Regions from separate parts of the Sus scrofa genome. Here region 1 is linked to region 2. A link is a contact called in public Hi-C data. All regions are on one chromosome and are shown on one strand. The core of a region is the stretch at or near the end of the contact, and the rest is flanking DNA. Distances in the headings are between cores, read along the strand shown.

Region 1 (2,750 bases), core at 218-2,717, 110 kb after region 2:
GGCCCTTAGACAAGCAATATGCTTTTCATACTTGAGAAACAGAAACAGAGAAGCGTGCAGATGTGACTGGAGGAGCGACTGAAGGGGAGAGGGATGGGAGACGAGGGCAGGGAATTAAGGCCAGGGGGTGGGGTGGGGGGATAATGTAGGGCCTTCCTTTCTAAGCCCAGGTAAATACAAGATCTTACAATGTTAGGATGCTACTCTACAATGTTAAAATAACAACTTCTCAGAATTTTGGCACCTGGACTCCCAAGACATGTAAGGGGCTTGGCCGGTGTTGAAATCTCCAGCTGTCAGAACCACAGGGGTGTGAGACAGACAACGTTAGACAAGAGCTGTTAAGAGCCCTGGGCTCAGAGATCATGAGGCTCAGACAAGGCATTTTCAGTTGTGGAATCCAGCCCCTCAGAGATAACTTGGGGCTTTGCCTGCAGGAGGTGTCAATACTGCTTGGAAATTGCAATCAGATGCCTCCCCCTGCCCTGCCCCCACCTCTTTTGCTCAGCTGGGGATAGGAGGCCAGGAATCAGAGGCCTGGAGTGGAGTGGGTCTCCTCCAGGGTTACTATTAATCAGTGGTAAAACCTGCTAAGGACCTAGGAGTCCCAGCCCCAACTCAGGGATGGCTGTTTCCCCAGAATTTGGGCATTAGACAATTTGGGCAAGGTCGGGGCTTCCTTGGAGTCTGGGCAGAAAATGGAGGTGGGATGCAAAGATGGGTGATGGGATAGGGGGAGTCAGACCCCTCTTCTCCATTCTGGCTCTACCCCTCCTTTCAAATCTCTTCGCCGCTGGCTACGGCCAGCACCACGGCGAGGGGACAGCTCCTAGAGATCTTCCTCATCCCCGGGCGGAGCCCCGTGGCACATCTCAGCACCCAGTGCGCCCCCCGCTGGCTATCTCAGTGCCCCCCACCTCTGCCCCGAATCACTCAGGTTCTCCGGGTCAAGTCGCCCCCATCGCCGCTAAAACACGGGGGGAGGGGAGAGCTTCCTTTGTCTCCTTCACCTCTTCTCCCATCTCAGCTCTCCTGTGGTCAGTGTCGGAAGGGAAACCGGAGAGGAGCCCACCCGGGCCTCTGGGCCCCACACCAGGCCTGAGCCTCCCTCTACTCACTGCAGTGGGCGAAGACCGGCAGGACCTGCCCCATGGCCCTCCCCGGGCCTGCATCGGGACCCCCGCCCACTCCGGCCACGCCGCCCTGGGCCTGGGGCCGCGGGCGCTCATCTCCGCCGCGCCCAGGACGCCGCCGCCGCCGCCATCCTCGCCGCCTCCTCCTCCCGGGCCGCTCCAGCAGCCGCCGCCGCCGCCGCTGCCGCCGCCCTCAGCTCCGCTCCGCGGGGGCGGGCGGGGCCGCTGGGGGGGGGGCACTGCAGCTCTGGGGCCGGGGGCGGGGCCAGAGAACAGGAGGAGGGGCGGAACTTGAGGGAGGGCAAGAGGGGCGGGGAAACACCGGGAGGCTAGAGGTGGGTGTGTCCTTCCTAAAAGAGGGGCGGAGCTAGGACGGTAGGCTACAGTCCGAGCAGGCATGGAAGGCGGTCTGAAGGGCGGGGTCTAGACAGAAGAGGGCGGGGCCGTTAGGGAAAAAAGAGCAGGGCCTAGAGTAGGATGAGGGGCTCGGGGAGATAATGACGAAAGAACCTAGGCGCAAAGGATGGGGGCGTGGATCTCAGAGTGGGTTGGGGTGGAGCTAGAGGTGGCATTGCGGAGAGGGTATAAAGATTGCAAGGAGGTAAGGTATGAGCCTAGATTCTCAGAAGGAGTGGGAAAGGGAGCGGGAAGAAACTACTCAGAAAGTTTTGAGAAAAGAGGAGGAGCTCAAGCACAGGTGAATCTTAAGCCAATGTAGAATTATTCAGCGTTGGGCGGGTCTAGTCAGAGACAGAGGAGCTAGAGGCGTGGCCTACAGGGAATAGAGCAGAACAGGCAAAGGACAAGGTGGGCGTAACCAAGGGGGCGGGGCTAGGCCTGTAGCTAAGAGGCGGAGCTAGAAGCAGATCTCGGACTGAGAACCTCAGAAGCCTCTGAGGCAGGAGGCTTGAATGGATGGACCGGGTGTGGAAGGGAAGTGATTGAAATCCCGGGAGGAGATCGAGAGGGGAGGGATTGACCTAAAAATAATTTAAAGCCTTTGAAACCGGGTTGGGAATCACTGATGTGGGCGGAGCTTGACCAGATCAGAGCTGGGGACCCAAAGACCAGCGTTGAAAATGCAGATTCTAGAGACTGTTTCCCTGTAACACTTGTTTACATCTGTGACTCAGTTTCCTTTTCGGTAGATTGGAGATGATGATGTAAAATGGTGTGCAGTTCGCAGTGCTAGTTTGGTGCTCTGATCATTTTTCCCCTGACCCAAATTCCAAACCTCGCTTTGAAGGTGTGGAAGAGAGGAGATTGAAGAGTTCAATCCCTTCTAGTGACTCGAGTGCAGGTCAAGGGCATAGGAAGATTTAGGTAGTTTAAAATCTCACAGTGTAGGGGATTAGTGGAGGTGCGCGGGGGGGGGGCTCAGTTAGCAGGTGCAGAGGGTGAAACCTTCCTGATCTCCAGGCTGAAAGATGGCGGTCCTTACCCGCCTGCTGGGACGTCTCTGGCCAGCTCGCAAGGAAGAGGAGGTGGAGGAGGACGAAGAGAGCAGGTCTCCAGGCTGTCCTCAGTCCCTCCTGGACGCGCCGCGTTGCGCCCAGCGGCCACACGGGGGTGCGGTAGCACCGTGGGGCCTGCGTCTCGGGGCGAGCGCAGTGCAAG
Region 2 (2,766 bases), core at 99-2,598:
ATAATACTTGATTGTGAGTTCTCTGGGTGGTCTAGGGGTTAGGACTCAGTGTTTTCACTGCTGAGGCCCGGGTTAAAAAATTGTAAAAACAAACAAACAAACACCTGGGAGTTCCCTGGAGGTCTAGTGATTAAGGATTCGGCATTGTCACTGCTGTGGCTCAGGTTTGATCCCTGGCCCAGGAATTTCCACATGCCCTGGGCATGCCCCCCCTCCAAAAAACCCCAACTTGATTGTGGGGGGTTGTCCTGTGCACCTTACAATGTTTAGCAGCATCTGTGGCCTCTAGATGCCAGCCACACCCCCTCCCCACTAGTATGACAGCCAGGAATGTCTCTTGATATCGGTGAATGGGGGGGAAGGTAGAGGGGTGTCAAAACGTTCCTTAATTGAGAACAGCTGCTTTAGGTAGTGAATTAACCCCTAGAGCCTTCATATTAACCTCTAAGGTAGGTATTATTACTAGGCTCGTTTTACAGAGGTGAAAACTGTTCACAGGGAGGTTAAGTGAGTTACCCAAGGGCACACAGCTGTGGGTCCAGGATTCCAACCCAAGGAGCTGGTTCCAAACTCTTTATGTTCCTAAGCCAGCCGCTGAGCAACGCAGCCTCTGATAAATGTTAGCTGCTGCTGTTATTAACCCGTATTATTTTAGATAAGACGAAGTTTGGCCGTACTGGCCTCCCACGGACCTCAGATTTCCAAACTCTAGACGTCCTGCAATCTCAGTCTTAGACGCACGTGAGGCAGCCCCAGCCACCCACCTTGGCATCCAGCGTGCGTTTAAGCTCCAGCATGTAGGAGAACTGCTCCGGGTAGATGTAGTCGTACGGGAAATAGACCAGCAGCCCGTCCACGTTGAGCCTGGAGGCAGGGGCTGCCGGGTCAGTCGCCCGTCCCCTCAGCCCCTCTCCAGCACCCACACTCCGCTGTCGTCAGGCCGAGAGGGGTTACCAGCCCGAAACTGGCCCGCTGGTCTCCCCAGATATCCCCGAGTTGCCCAGGAGCCTCTGGGTACCTTTGGCATCTCATCGCTGACTATCCCCGTTACCGCCCCGTGGGTCCCCACGGCTATCCCCACCCCACCCCTTCAGCCTCCCCTCGCCCCGCTGGGACCCCAGGGGCGCCCACGGGTCCTGGCATCGTCCAGACTCCCGCGCCCGCTTCGCAAGCCGCGAGCCCCCGAACCCCTCTCACTTCATGGCGCCGGCCGCTACTCGCAGAAGCGTCGGCCCGCCTCCCTCATGAATATCTAGTAAAGGCAGGGTCCGCAGGGCGTCCTCGAGGCTCTGCTCCACCTTCGTCAAGACACCATTGGCTGATTCCTCCCGTCACTCCACTGGGGGGCCGTCAATCGGATAATGCGCGTGCGCACGGCAAGGCAGGGGCGGGGGGGCGGTACCACAGGCATTGCTGAGGATCGCCGAGGACCAAGAACAAAACATGGAAGGAAGAGAACCGAGAGAATCGATCCTACTTACTGGGATTCTGGCTTCCTGCATATGTCTGAATTATGAGCAGTGAATACACACTTGATTTCATTCTATTATAGTCTAGCTTTTAAGATGCCCCCTCCACTTGAACAAAGTAATCAGGACTAGAATGGGGGGCCCTAGAGAGGGTTCCTGACCCTGCCTGGGGGATCAGAGAGGGCTTCCTGAGGGAGGGGTCGGGTGAGGAGTAAGTGAGGCAGGGTAAGGTGGCCCAGACTTCGCTGCAGGCGCAGAGGACACCGCTGAAGGCAAGTGGAAGCAGAGGACAGCAAGATGGGGCTGGAATGCGGCTTGGGGAGCACAAACCTCCGAAATGGAAGCCATCCCATGCTTTACACCCAGCCATTTGACATCTCACATGGTCGTTATTCCCAGTCTGTTCTCCTGTACGTGGTAGTGCAAGGAGCACCTGCGTGGCATCTTTTTTATGTTGTTGTTGCTTTTTAGGGCCGCACGTGGGGCACATGGAGGTTCCCAGACTAGGGGGTCTAATTGGAGCTACAGCTGCTGGCCTACACCACAGCCATAGCAACTCCAGATCCAAGCCTCCCGCGTCTGTGACCTACACCACAGCTCACAGGCAACACCAGATCCTTAGCCACTGAGCGAGGCCGGGGATCAAACCCAAAACCTCATGGTCCCTAGTTGGATTTGTTTCTGCTGCACCACGAGAGGAACTCCAGTGTGGCATCTCTTAAGGCTCAGGGTCATGTCTCACTAAATACTTCAACCACTGCCTAACTTGTGAAAGTATATTCTCATTTGACTGTGATAAATGCCATGTGTGGGTATGTGTCATTATCCCCACTTTTTTTTTTTTTTTTTCCCCAGGACCTCACCCACAGTATATTGAAGTTTCCAGACTAGGGGTCAAATCAGAGTTACATCTGCTGGCCACAGCCGCAGCAACACCAGATCCGAACTGTGTCTGCAACCTACACCACAGCTCTTGGAAACGGCAGATCCTTACCCCAATGAGAGAGGCCAGGGACTGAACCCACATCCTCATGGATCCTAGTCAGGTTCGTTAACCGCTGAGCCACGAAGGGAACTCCTTCATTATCCCCACTTGCCCAAGGCTTTACAGCTAGGCCAGGTGCCGCTACCCATGCCACCCCCATCCCAGCCCTGCCCGCTCTGGGTTGTCACAGCCCGGGGATGGTTCTGTCTCCCCCACTGGACTGTGAGCTCCAGGAGTATAGGGCTGACACTGTTTGGGTCACTGCTTTGTGCCCTTTGCCACCAAGTACGGGGCCTGCACAGACCAGGGGTT

Evidence for each region. A called contact is a pair of places that touch in the nucleus more often than the background predicts.
Region 1: a contact with region 2 is called in a Hi-C map of liver, with 6 times the contacts expected there. The contact joins the promoter of PPM1N here to the promoter of ERCC2 in region 2. A contact is called at or near these places in 2 of 47 Hi-C or Micro-C datasets (heart right ventricle and liver) and 1 of 2 datasets of contacts at active chromatin or transcription factors (alveolar macrophages).

The regions. Positions count from the first base shown.
Region 1 is chr6:51,863,594-51,866,343 of Sscrofa11.1, forward strand. It overlaps PPM1N (probable protein phosphatase 1N), which reads left to right and starts at 1,468. Exons shown (of 5, transcript XM_021094558.1): 1 at 1,468-2,750. The coding sequence starts at 2,561. RTN2 (reticulon 2) reads right to left here and starts at 1,160. Exons shown (of 10, transcript NM_001129960.1): 1 at 1,119-1,160. The coding sequence starts at 1,152.
Region 2 is chr6:51,756,160-51,758,925 of Sscrofa11.1, forward strand. It overlaps ERCC2 (TFIIH basal transcription factor complex helicase XPD subunit), which reads right to left and starts at 1,349. Exons shown (of 22, transcript XM_021094546.1): 1 at 1,198-1,349; 2 at 765-864. The coding sequence starts at 1,202.